2 separate regions of the Zea mays genome follow, and region 2 is linked to region 1. A link is a contact called in public Hi-C data. All regions are on one chromosome and are shown on one strand. Each heading gives the region's core, a stretch centred on a gene start, on an enhancer-like site or on the middle of the called end of the contact. The rest is flanking DNA. Distances are from core to core; before and after follow the strand shown. Region 1 holds the start of LOC111274020. Region 2 has its middle 42 kb from the start of LOC109939932.

Region 1 (6,793 bases), core at 3,021-5,520:
TCCCTCCATCTTGAATCTTTGGGAGGAGATTCCACTTTTGGCATGTTGTTGGTTGGGTTGGGTACCTCCTCAAACCATGCATCCATGCATGGCCCCGCACCCTACCAGGCTGATGCTATGCACATGATCAAAACTTCAAAAGTAGCTCTCGACACACATTCTCACTCATGACCTCCTTTTGACCCCCCAAGTGGCGTAGACAGTGGGTGGTCCGGGTGGGCCACGGCATATCCTAAGCCGGCCCACCGGACCATCAGCCCACCAAGATCTATATAAAAAATACTGATATATATTATATTTGCATTCTAATATATACATTTATAAACTTAAATGTTAAATCTACAGTGTTTTATTTTGAACTATATACCAAATTATTATATATTATATTAAATTATTTATAAAAAAATTCTAATGGCATACCTCACGGAAAAATTCTAGCTACGCCACTCCCCCCCTCGTGTTGGAAAGTCACATAAAAAAGAACAATTGAGACCTTCAAGCATGTGTTCATTTTCTTTTGTCCTCCCTCGTTCTTGCATGCACGTTTTGAGAACCTTACCTTCATTTTGCATAGCAATCAATGAGAGATTTTGATATTTGCCACCAGCAAGAAACAGGTTTGTAAAATTGCTATTAGGCCCACATTTCATAGACCCAGCTAGACCCACAATTCATAGACATAGTGGTAATTATAACAAGAAGATAACATTGTGAGTGGCAAAAAACCAATTATCTCAGCAAACATGCGTTATGTATAGACTGTTCGTGTGTACTAAGTATATATTGTAGGTTAGTTCTCTGGTCATCAATAAGAATGTTGACGGTTCAATTGTGAGTAATTTATTTTACCATCAAGGAAATTCTTGACACTCTGAGGGCTAGTTTGGAAATTCAAATCCTCTTGATTCTTGAAGACCGGAGGAGATTGAGATGAATGGACAAATTTTCCTCCTCCGCTCCTCCAGTCCCAAGGGGATTTGAGCTTTCAAACTAGCCAGGGTATTCTGATCTAATAGTGTGGGGTTAGCACCTGGCGGCGCGTCTAAATGCCACACCATATTGACAGCGAGCTCAAATTGAGTAATTTTGAGGGTCATAGTTGTTATTAGTCAGAAATTCGAATCCCGATGGGGTGCGGGTGTGGATGAAGATTTTGACCCGAGGGTTCAACCCGCACCCGATCCGAAGTTTCGCGGGTATGGGTGTAGGGTTTCTATTTCAACCTATGGGTGAGCCGCACCCGACTCGAAAATTGGTTCAATTCTTTATTGTGCGCAAAATGATTAAAATACAATAAATATTGAATAATTATCTTGACTAATGGTTTATGAAATGTTGTGCTGCTCTCAACTTGAAAAGGCTTAGAATCTGTAGATATAACTCAATTATTGTTGGTACTTAATTGATTATAGTTGAATTATTGTTTAAAATTGTACAATGAGTAAAACCTGCGGGTAACCCAAAATATGATAGATTTGGATGCAGCACCCACGGGTATAATTGCGTACGGATTTAGGTAAACTTCACGGGTATGATCGCGGACGGGTTTTTACAACACCCGGCCCATTGCTATGGGGGTGTTTGTTTGGGATTATAATCTATCCAGATTATATAATCCAATAATTTTTAAACTAACACTTAGTTCAAAAATTGTTGGATTATATAATCTGGATAGATTATAATCCCAAACAAACACCCCCTATTTCTATTTGGAACGTGGGTGGCAATGAGAAACTGGAGAAAGACTAGTAGACCTAGAAGGCATCGACGGCTTTGTATTCTCTCTGGCGCGATAGGTCAATAGGTGTGGGATGGCACAGCAGGTGGCTTGATAAAATTGGCGTGTCAAAAAAAACTAGATTTAGAAATATCTTTTGTCTTTAGAAATAGTTTTTAAAGGTTAAAAATAAATAAAAAATTCGCGGTGGATGTAAGAGCCGTCGATGGGGCGGTCGAAGTGGGAAAAAGCAGTCCATGGCGGGCACGGTGGCAGCTAGCTAGCGCCGGCGCCGCGGTGCAGCGCGAGCTCTGAGCCGCGTCCACGTATATGGTATGGCCGCGTGGGTCCGAGTGCGTGGTGGGGGCTAGCCGCACTCGCGAGAAGACGACACGTACGCGCGCGCGCCTTTGCTTGCCACGGCGCCACCTCCTCCTCTCCAAAGACGACATGGAAGGAAAGGGGCGGACATGGCAGCATGGATGCGCGCGGCGCGCTCCTACAGACCACACCGGCGTTGGCACTTGGCAGTAAGTACCAGCTGCTAGCGGCAAGCACGTCGTCGATGGACCCGGCCCCGCTGCTGCTGAATCTCTCACATGCAGGCTGACAGCTGATGCATGCATGTCGATCGCAAGCGTCGGAGTCACCGGCCGTTGGATCGATCGGACACGCGCGGACGGACGGCGCTGCAGAGAGCAGCGCATGCAGGTGCCGGCCGCGAGCGCCGGTTCGGCAAAAGCGGCGGCAGCGGCGCGTGGGCGGGCGAGAGCTGAGCTGGACTGGAGTATAGCTAGCAACCTCCGTCGTCGTCTACCTGCGCTGCGCTACGCAGCTCCACCTCCATCTCTCCGTCTCCATGCCATGCGCATCGCATGCATGCACCCCCGCGAGCCCTACACCCTTTTTCCAGCTTCCGCGCCGCGCGTAGCCGGTCCATGACCATGCAATGCAAACACGAAAGGGTCTCTCTCGTCTCGTCGCCTCGTCGGCAGCGAAGAGGAGCGCGCCGGAGCCGGCCAGGTGAGCTAAACAGAGCATGCATGGCCGACGCCTACCAGCGGTGTACGTTGTGTGCTCTGGTGTTGGGGATGATCGAGTTGCGGTCCCAAGCAGGGCCCTACTACTACTATATATAAAGGGTTTTTTAGCTGCATCCGGACCGGCCGGGAGCTCGGTCTTCGTCGTCAGCCTGATCGATCATGGCGGCACGCGGCGGGGCGCCCGGCCGGGATTAGTCTGCCGCAAGGCCCGGCCCGCCGACCTTGCAGACTGCAGAGGGAGCTTTGCCGGACGGACGGAGCTGACCGCTGACGGCAGAGCAGGAATGTAACGCCGTCACCGGTCACGCTGGCCGTCCGCGTCCGCACGTGCGCGCACGGCCAGCTCTGCACCGCTGCGTCCTCCCTGCACGCGCACGGCAGTCGGCAGCATCTATCGATCTCAGTGCTTCTGCAACGCTCATCTACCATTTTTTTATTACTACAGGGGAAGGGGAAATGAGAAGAAAATGTTTTTTTATTTTTTAAAGAATGAAAGAAGCATATAATTATAAAGTATCTTTAGTTAAACAAATAAAAATGTTCGTAATAAAGGAGATTTAACCCTCTCTAGGGCCCTTCGTTTTTCCAAAATAAAGACATGTAACTTTTTTTAGCCGGTTTATTTCTCTAATTTATATAAACTTTGATCACGTGGAAAAGAGTTCGGGTCCAATCATTAAGAACCGAATGCATTCTCAATCACTTTTGAACCATGTGCAACTGAACAAGATCTAAAGGTGCATGTACGAGTGTGTTTGATGTGTAAAAAAGATCAAAGTGGTAGTTTTTTCTATCAAAGAATCTTTCATGGTCTTGAGAAGAGCGAGCGAGAAGTGGCCAACTTCGTCAAAGAAGATTTCAACCCGTAAAGAGCTTCTAGTTAGTTTTAGCGTTTTAGCGTTTTGTTTGTGTGACGTGTTGGGTTTCTAGTGGGCTGTTTTGCTAGTGCTTCTTTTCTTTTCTTTGCCCTCCTCTACCCTAGTGTTGTTTTTTCTTTTCCTTTCCGGTGTTTGTAAGTGTCTCTTTCTAATAAATTTTTGGTCATGGCAATACTCTTGCCGTGTCCTTTTTCAAAAAAAAATAATAGACCAAGCGGTGGAGGAGAGGTGGTTTTGCATTTTGCTGCCGTTGCTATGCTCGGTCTCTAGATCTCACCATCAGTCCATCACCATTCACCACCGCCTGCGCCTGCACCTTCACCTGCACCTGCACCTACACCTGCACCTCGACTGCATGCCAACCGGGGGCTGCCTTTCCCGCCGCCCACCACGATCATCGTCCTGGAACAGGAATCAGAATCTCGCTGTTGTGTTGTTCACTTGTGCTGCTACAGCGACACGCCTGGATCCCGAGTCCCGGCCCGATTCCCGTTCCCGTTCGACTCCCTCTGCTCATCCTCGGAAACGGATTCCGCCGTCCCGTCTAGCAAACCTCTCTCTCTTCAGCCTTTTGATTCCCACCTCTCCATTCCCAGCGGCTATAAATCCCCGCGTCGCCGCTGCGCCAACCCCCCCTGGCCCCCTCCCTCTCCTTCCTCACATCTTCCTTCGTCAGCCGCAGATGCGCCAGCATCTCTCCCACGGGCAGGAGGAGGAGGAGCGAGAGGCACAGTGACAGACAGAGAGAGAGCGCGCGCGGGGGGAGCCCAGCACAGCACCTACACTAGCTAGCCACCGGCCACCACCACCACCACCACCGACCGAATCGGGTGCGCGCGGCGCGCTGCTCGTCAGCTCCGGCCGGCCGGCCGCTTTATAAAGCCACCCACCCAGCCCCGCCCGATCGCCATCGCCATACCCCCGCCTCCGTCCACGGACACACACCCGCCTTGCCAGCCGGCACCCTCCCGGCCTCCCCCACCTGTGTCCTCCGGCCTCGCCGCCGCAAAACCCGCCGCGCAGGCCGGTTGCTCCGATTGGGAGTGCCAATCGGAGCCAACAGCGAGGGAAGCACATGCTGCCGTTCGTCCTAGAGTTCCTCATTGATGTCGCCTGTGATCAGTGAGATCCTCCTCTCGGGGTTTATGATCAACTCCACACTCCGGCGCCGCACCCACCTGGTCCAGTCCTTCTCCGTCGTCTTCCTCTACTGGTTCTATGTCTTCTCATGAACTACTCGCCCCCATCATAGCCACGCCCCTTCTCTCCCACTCCTCCTCCTCCTCTTTCCCTTCCATCTAGTAGCATCTACCGTCCTCCTCTTCTCTCCGTGTCAGTCTCTGCCTTCGTCGTCGCCGTTTCAGTCGTTCCCTAAACCTTCTTTAGCTTGCATGCACTTCCCTACTGCTGCTAGCAAAGACCTTTATTACTAGTGTCAATTAAGTTACGAAAGAAGAAGAAAGAAAGAAAATTTCGAGGCCGAGAAAAAAGACGGCTTTGATCTCTGCTAGTGTGGTGTGGTAGTGTGTGCTTCTAGTAAGTAAGCGAGCCAGGGATCAAGAAGCAGAGAGCTGCTCTGTCTCTTTTGTCTCTTGCAAGAATGGCTTCCTCCAGCGGGAGCGGGAGCTCGGGCTCCCTCTCGGCGGCAACGGCGGCCCTGGCCGCCGCGGCGGGCACGGAGGAGGAGCTGCGCGCGCTCATGGAGCAGCGCCGCGCGAAGCGGATGCTGTCCAACCGCGAGTCCGCGCGGCGGTCGCGGATGCGCAAGCAGCGCCACCTCGACGAGCTGACCGCGCAGGCGGCGCACCTGCGCCGCGAGAACGCGCACGTGGCCACCGCGCTCGGCCTCACCGCGCAGGGCCTCCTCGCCGTGGACGCCGAGAACGCCGTCCTCCGCACCCAGACCGCCGAGCTCGCCGCGCGCCTCGGCTCCCTCAACGACATCCTCGCCTGCATGAACACCAACGCCGTCGGCGCCGTCGCCGTCTCCCTCACAGCCGCCGCCGCCGCCGCCGCTTCCTCCGACCCCTGCCTCGCCTTCGACGGCGCCACCGCCCTGGACGACCTCCTCAGATCCTGCCCCGAGAACATGTTCCAGTACCAGCTCTGCTAGCTCCAGACCGCGCGAAGTCACCATGGCAGCGCAAAACACCTTCTTTTGTTTTGTTTTGTTTTTGTTTTTTTTTCTTCTTCTTCTTCTGGTGTTTCAGGTTTAGTAATCTGCTAGTGAGATGGAAGAACTGAGGTCAGATCAGACGTGGTGGTGACTAGCCATGAAAGTGAACTTTACTGTTACTGTACTGTGCGATCAACTGGTGGGGGTAATTAGCTAGCTAGCTAGCTGCTGGGGCTATGGTTAATGCATGAACTGCTATTAGTTACCAGGTGTAAGTGTAACTCTCGAGTCCTGCTCTTGTTACTGTTTGTGTACTGACTGTGTCACTCCACTACTATGTAAGAATCAGAGCAGTAAGTTTACTAGTGTCTCTGCTGTCAAACAAAGGAAGTGCACCATATAATCTACACTTTAATTACTCTTGCCTGTGTGCCCTGCAGCGATCTTAACGTTCAGTTCGTCCCTGTCAGTTTTTCTCTTTATTTTCAATATATCTATCTTGAGCAAGGTTTATCTTTTCCTGCACCTCTGAATTATGGCACTATTACACTGTCAGTCGCCAGAGCTGGCTCTGCCTCTCTGTGCTGCTGTCTAGCTGTGAGCTTCAGATTTTAACAGCTGCTGGTACATTTTTTCTGATGCCCATGGGCAAAAGTGGTGCACAAGCATATCCTCCCCGTTTTAAAACTATATTTGCATCTAGGCATATTTTATGTCGTCAAGGTACATAATGAAATTTATGAACGCGTAGAAATGCCGAAACATTTTATAATTTAAGACAGGGATAGCATTATCTACTATTCACCGGCAGAAAGCTCAGCTTGATATTCTTCAAGGTAGTGGGAATAATCAGAGTGACAACAGCCGGTCTTTTTACGGAGAGAATGGAATAACTTGGCCTCATTTTCCTGTTTCACACACATATATATATTTCTGTGGATTCGGTCGAGTACAGTATGGACGGCGGCCATTGAGCGTCGAGAAAGAGATTCTCCAAACTACTCTCTCTGTCCTCTCCCACTCGTAGACATAGTCACAG
Region 2 (6,793 bases), core at 3,002-5,501, 48 kb before region 1:
AGCAACAGAGCATGATGTTAGACAAATTTGGCTCAAGCGTAAAATTAGGTATGCCATAACTTGAATCTACTAAGCATGCAATATTGTAGACTACAAGCATATAATGTCATTTTTATAAATGTACGTTGCTTCGTGGCAGTGATGCATGGCCTGAACAAATGATATGAGCAAATTTGGTATGTTCTTTCAAGCATCTTTATTTCAAATTTTACTTTAAATTACAATCTTCTCACCTATAGCTTGTTGGCAGTGGCTTAACATCCACTTGTAGGTTCCAATGATTGGAATTTTTTTATCATGTCCCAAGTTAGATAGTAGAAGAGAAAGAATGGATACCTTCGATTGGTGCTGAAACCAAAGGAGAATGAGGGACCTATAGGTTGTAGCTGTTGGTTTGGTTTTTGCAGCACATTAGGTACTGAAAATATGTGATTCTGAAGCTAGAGGAGAGGTAGGACATATAGGTTGTAGCAGCTAGCTTGACTATTGCAGGGTCTTAGATACTGACTTCTGATTGATTTGTTGCATGTTTGTTTTAACACTATGCTTTCTTGCAGTACCTCTTTCCATCTTCTATCGCTGCCTCTACCATATCTACTAGAAGGAACAAATTTGAGCGCATCTTTTGTTGACAATGGCTTTAGTTTGCTATTGGTGCTCCAGTAAAAAAATAGATGTATTTTGTTGACAATGGCTTTACAATCTGGCACATGACTCATGAAAAGTAGTGTTATGCTACAAACATTTTGTTGATAGTGGCTTTAGTTTGTGTTGATGCTTCAGTTAGCTGCTGATGATGCTTATACTGTCTTTTACTACTTCAGTTTGCTTGACAAACTATTGTGATCATGGATAAAGTATGATGTGATGATGGATGAACCAATTTACTATGCTTCAGTTTACTTTGTTTGATTTTTTCTTTTGGGACTAAAACAACTTTGGACTAAAACAGCTTACTATGGTTCAGTGTGCGTTTTGGGACTAAAACAGTTTACTATGCTTCAGTTTACGTTTTGGGAATAAAACAGCTTTGGACTAAACCCCTGGTTGCCAAAGGGTGGCAGGGAATTATACCCTAGTGGGGGAAATGCTCTCAGGAAATTGAAGTGCCATTTAAATCCCCTTGGTGGATTTTTTTCTAACACATCAAAATTCTATTGTGGGATTTATAAAGGGGTAAAAAGTGATTCAAACTTAGAGTGAACTTTTAAAAATAGACATCAAATTTCGGACTTAAAAAAATATAAATATGATTATATGCAAAATAAATGACGAGACCTTATATAAGTTTAAAATTCTTAATGAATAATATACAATAAAAAGTATTCCTTCATAAGAAAGTATACTTTAGAAAATTTTCTGCTAAGCAAATAATATTTCTTTTTGGAAGTAACTTTTGATTTGACTTCACCTCCAGATTTGGTAGCTACATATGTGTGTATTACATATTTGGACCAGGTAATGAGCAAACAAAATAAATAATGAGATATAATAATAAAATAATAATTTTTCATCAATTCTAGATTTTGAATTTTGAATTTAGTTTGAATTCGGATTACAAACTCAAGAGTGAATTTAAGATTTTCAAATTTCAATAGAGAAAGAAAAACAGGAAATATATAAAAAGAAAAAGCAAATTCCATACCGTAGTTGGGCCGAAATCGCTGCCCGTCCCATTGCTTCGTGTGCGCCAGCCCGCCAACGTCACCTGCGCACGTGTCGCTGACCGTTGGGGCCCGCTGGTCAGCCACTAGCCGCGTGCGCGTGTGCCTCCTCTGTGTGGCCGCCAAATGGTTCTGCCCCGTTAGTCTCAGACCCACCATGTCGCAATCCCATCTCGCGCCAACGGCCGCGCCGACTTCGCCGGACGCACTAATCCCCACCCCCGCCTGGGCTGCAGGTACAAATACGGGCGTCCCCGTGGCCGTGGAACCCAAACCCGTTGCGAATCTAGCCGCCCCGTGACCGACTTCGCGTCGAAATGCGTGGAAGCGGGCCGCCGACGACGAACCTCATCCTTGGGACTGTTCAGTGGCTGTGGAGGTGCTCCGGGTGGCCTGGTTGTGTGGAGTGGGTTCGAGGGATTTCTGGGACAATACTTCGACCCAAGCGTGGGGAATTGCTCATCGAAACAGTGTTGCCACCGTGAGTCCGCCATCTCGCGCCGGCATCCTCACCACGCTACGATCTGAGGTAAATGCCTCCCCATGAAGTTTGTCGTATCCCTTCCTACGTGTTGCACCGTTCTGCATCGAAGTTGGTCACTGAGGAATGCGGGGCATGGCAGTTCGGCAATGGCGCCGTCGCGCGGGTTGCTGTGCCGCCGTCTTCGGCCAGGATGAGGAGAGGGCTGCGTGGTCGTTAGATCCCGATGTGTGGTCTAGATCTGATCAGTGTCTTGGTTTGGGTAGAAGCGTTGTGGGCCGTTGATCCTAGATCAAGCGGGTCCTATTCGATCTGGGTGTTTTAAATCAACGTCATGGATCTCTGATCTAACGGTCAGTTTTATGTACCGATTCGCTGTTTACGCGATCTAATCTGGGTCATCCCTGCTGGATCTGGCGACCCTGATCTGCCCATACCGCTTCGGCCAGGCAATTTATAAAAGAGCCCCTAGTGTTTTTACATATCAATCCACCGTCCATATCTATTAGAAGATAATTAAAACAAAGCCCTAGAATTTGCAGTCTAACCCCTAAACTCCCTGGTTTTTGTGTCCACAGTCCATAGGATACTAGGAATTATTTAATTAATATTTAAAATGTTTTCTAGTAGGAAAATAATTCTAGAAACTTGTTTAAACCATAATCAATCCATTTTAACTTCTTTTTGTCTATTCGAGTTACACTAATCTCATATTAATATTATTTATCATCTAGTAACCTTGTATTAATATGAAACATATGGCTAGAATCTTGTACCTCATTTGTTTTATAATAAACACCTCAACCTTCAGAAAATCATAACTTTATAATTGTAACTCCGAATTTAGTGGTTCTCGAACCTAGGTTCTCGTTACGATGTGTAGATCATTGCTATGCAATATGTTCTCATGATTGGTGTGATGTTAATTTTGTCTATACCATGTTTGTTTGTATTGCTATGACGAGCAGCGAGGTTACGAGTCTCTTGAAGACCAAAGTTGGTGAAGTACCTGGGAATCTCAAGTCTAAGGCAAGTTGTGCTCTTGACCACTTTTCTCTTTACCTAATAATGTTCCTGGTAATCACTGTGACATGCTCAGGTTAATTTGGTGGGACCTAATAGGTTTCCCTAGATTTGGTTACCCCACCCTTTTGCAAACATATGAACTATTGGGTAGATTTGATATTTCTTTACCTGGTTTTGGGATTAATGTTACACTTGAATTATGATCATGTTCCAATTATTCTATTTTTAATTATTGTTTATGACAAGATCATTGTGTTAATTGGAACATGGAGCTTAACTTGAGATAACAGTGCTACCACCAGGGTGGAATGGGACGCCCTTGGACAAGTAATTAGGAAAGGTAGGGAGAGATTACCTTACTCGAAAGGGGCAAGCGGGGAGGCATCGCTGCAGAGTATAGGGAGGTTTTCGAGTCGAACTGTTGCGATTGCATTTCGGATGAGAGATTCCTATGCTTCTTTCTTCCTAAAACCGTAGTGGGTATTCTCGAACTAGTGGAACTTTGGAAAGGCCTCATAGTGTTACTGTAATACCCAAAAGTGTAAACCATAATAATAGAGTTGATCTCCTTGAATGTTTTGTTCTCTATTTATTATAGCATATGAACAACCACATTTAAAGTTATTAATTAGCTAATGACACTTCAATAACTTATGCATCATGTTGGAGTTTATTTGTGTGTGCATTTGATAACAATAAAAATAATATTAATAGAAATACATTAGTATCCAAATTTGAATTTAAGACCTACTTTGAATTCTATAATTTGGAGAAAAAGAAGGATAATACTATACAAAGAAAAGAAAATAAATATATAAAATCATTCCATACTAGTATGTTCACAGTCAAATTTGAATTTAAATTTAAAACCTAAAAATAGAAAAGAAAAGGAAAAGAGAAAAGGAAAATAATAAACTGTGGCTTGGGCACAAACCACCTGCCTCTGGCCCACTTCGCTCCCTTTCTTCCGCGTGGCCTAGGCTCCCTCTCCCGTGCGCGCGCTTCCTTGACGGTGGGCCACCGTTGACAGTGAGATCCGCTCAATAGCCGCTCACTCCGCGCCCGCACCGTTGTCGTGGACACTGACCCGACGGGCCCACTGGTCAGCTTCACACTCTATCGCACGGGTCACCGCCAGGCGGGCCAACCTGCGCTGTAGATCTTCTCCGACGCACCGGGCGGCTGGAGCTGAAAATCCGGCGCCGAACTCCCTGGTTGTTGCAACAACCCACGCGTTGGCCCCACCTGGCGCACAACCTGGGGCGACCGCATCCATCTCTGCCCCGAAACCGCGAAGCCCTGATCATTTATACCTAGGGCGGCCTCCGAATTGCGCCCGCACCGGCGTACCTGCAACTCCTTGCTCCGCCCTTGGCAAGTTGCACAGCCGTTGCTACCCTGCATCCTCACAAAATTCCTGGCACCGCTGGTTGGTGGGAGCTATCGTCGTGCCTGGAATCGGTCACCGGAGTGAAGACGGAGCACGCACCCGCCCCTCGTCGTGGATTAGGGGTCCCGCGCATCAATCACCGGTGAGAATCAACTCCGTTACATTCATCTCCTTTCCCCGATCGGGCACCATCAAAATCCGACCTCACTCATCCACCTATTGACCAGAATTTCTGGCCGAAGTAGCGCCGCCACCGAATTGTCGTTCGTCGCCGTAGGAAGAATCGGGCTCCGATCGAATCACAACACACCGGGTTGTGATCGAGATTTGTCGCGATCTGGTGAAGTCGAGTTGTGGGCAGAATCGCCGGCCTCCGGCGAAGTTCGTCGTTCAAAAATATGCGCCACCGGGTTAGCTTCGGGCTGGGGAAAACGGCAGGTTGTCGTCGATCCTCTAACGAACGATCCGGATCTGGTATGGGCTTCCCCAATGCGACCAAATGATTCTGGTCGTTGATTGATGGATTAGCGGTTAGGGTGTTACATAAGTATCGGGTCGTTGATTCCCGATCCAAGGGCTCGCGTGGCAAAGTGATTGATAGAGCGCGCCGTTTTAATCTGAGCCATCCGTGTCCAATCCTAGGGTCTCTACACTGTGATACCCTTCAGCCGCCAGTTTTGCACGACAACCCCTTAGGTTTTGGTAAACCAACCTGCAGTCCACACGGGAACGCCCTTAGTCTTAGGAATCTTTGTGTTGAGACCCCTGTATTTCTGTTTAATCTTGTGCGCAGTCCAAACAGTGATTAAATCAGGGAATTAATTTAGGAAATGATTTTCTAGGTATAAAAATAACCCTAGATCTTGTTTAAACCCTAGAAAATTCATTTTTACTCCTTTTGAAAGTCGCCTAGAGGGGGTGAATAGGCGTAATCTGAAATTTACAACTTTAAACACACACTACAAGCCGGGGTTAGTGTTAGAACTTAAATCAAGTCCGGGAGAGAGGAGAAAAACAAATCAAATGGAAAACCAGCGAAAGAACACTGTGATTTGTTTTACTGAGGTTTGGTTCCAAAGAACCTAGTCCTCGTTGAGGAGGTCACAAAGACCGGGTCTATTTCAACTATTTCCCTCTCCCAAACGGTCACTTAGACCGAGTGAGCCTTTCCCTTAATCAATCGGGTCACTAAGACCCCACAAGGACCACCACACTCTTAGGTGTCTCTTGCTTTGATTACAAGTCACTTGAGAACAAGAATGAGAAAGAAGAAAGACAATCCAAGAGGCAAGAGCTCAAAAGAACACGAAATCACTCTCTCACAAGTCACTAAGTATTTGAGATGAATTTGGGACTTGGAGAGGCTTTGATCTTTTGAATTGTGTCTAGGAGTGAATGCTAGAGCTCTTGTATTGAATGTGATACTCAAAAATCTTGGATGCTTAGAGTGGTGGTGGTTGGGGGGTATTTATAGCCCTCAACCACCAAGGTAGCCGTTAGGGAGGCTGCTGTCGATGGGCGCACCGGACAATCTGGTGCGCCACCGGACAGGTCCTGTTCATTGTCCGATGAGCCGCCACGTCACCCAAGCGTTAGGTTCGGAGCTCGGTCGACCGTTGGGGCTTTGTCCTCTTGCGGCACCGGACAGTCTGGTGCCCTCTGACTTCGTGACTCTGACTTCTGCCGCTGCACTGTTCACTTCGTCAGTACTTTTGCAGTCGACTGTTGCGCGCAGATAGCCGTTGCTCGCTGGCTCACCGGACAGTCCGGTGAATTATAGCGGAGCGCGCCTGCGAAAACCTAAGATTGGATGCTTGGACCCTGTACGGTCCTGATGCACCGGACACTGTCCGGTGGCACACCGGACAGTCCGGTGTGCCAGATCACAGCACACTTGGTTCCTTTTGCTCCTTTGAATTGGATCCCTAACTAGAATATTTATTCGTTTGTGTTGAACCTTTATGCACCTGTAATTCATGAATACTTGGCAAACTAGTTAGTCCATGTGTTTCGTTGGTCATTCAACCACCAAAATTAATTGTGGGAAAAGGTTAACCCTCTTTCCCTTTCAATCTCCCCCTTTTTGATGATTGATGCCAACACAAACCAAAGCAAATATGTAAAGTGCAGAAATGAACTAGTTTGCGTATGGTACATAGGTTACTTGGAATTAAACCAATTGATAATCTTACTAGATACCAATGGATTGCTTTTCTTTTCTTCAACATTTTG

What was found. Hi-C and Micro-C count contacts between places; a contact is called where the count stands out from the background.
Region 2: a contact with region 1 is called in a Hi-C map of ear, with 6 times the contacts expected there. The contact joins the enhancer-like site here to the promoter of LOC111274020 in region 1. A contact is called at or near these places in 7 of 25 Hi-C or Micro-C datasets (bundle sheath, ear, endosperm and 2 more).

Annotation. Positions count from the first base shown.
Region 1 is chr5:76,972,560-76,979,352 of Zm-B73-REFERENCE-NAM-5.0, reverse strand. It overlaps LOC111274020, which reads left to right and starts at 4,270. Exons shown (of 1, transcript NM_001357151.1): 1 at 4,270-6,083. The coding sequence starts at 5,239. The coding sequence ends at 5,751.
Region 2 is chr5:77,020,164-77,026,956 of Zm-B73-REFERENCE-NAM-5.0, reverse strand. No RefSeq gene overlaps it. Among protein-coding and RNA genes, the nearest start is that of LOC109939932, 42 kb to the left of the region's middle. Within about 2 kb of position 4,251, at least 19 of the 20 cell types and tissues checked have an H3K27ac peak or open chromatin away from gene starts, as enhancers often do. A contact at or near this core is called in bundle sheath, ear, leaf and 1 more, where this site is marked.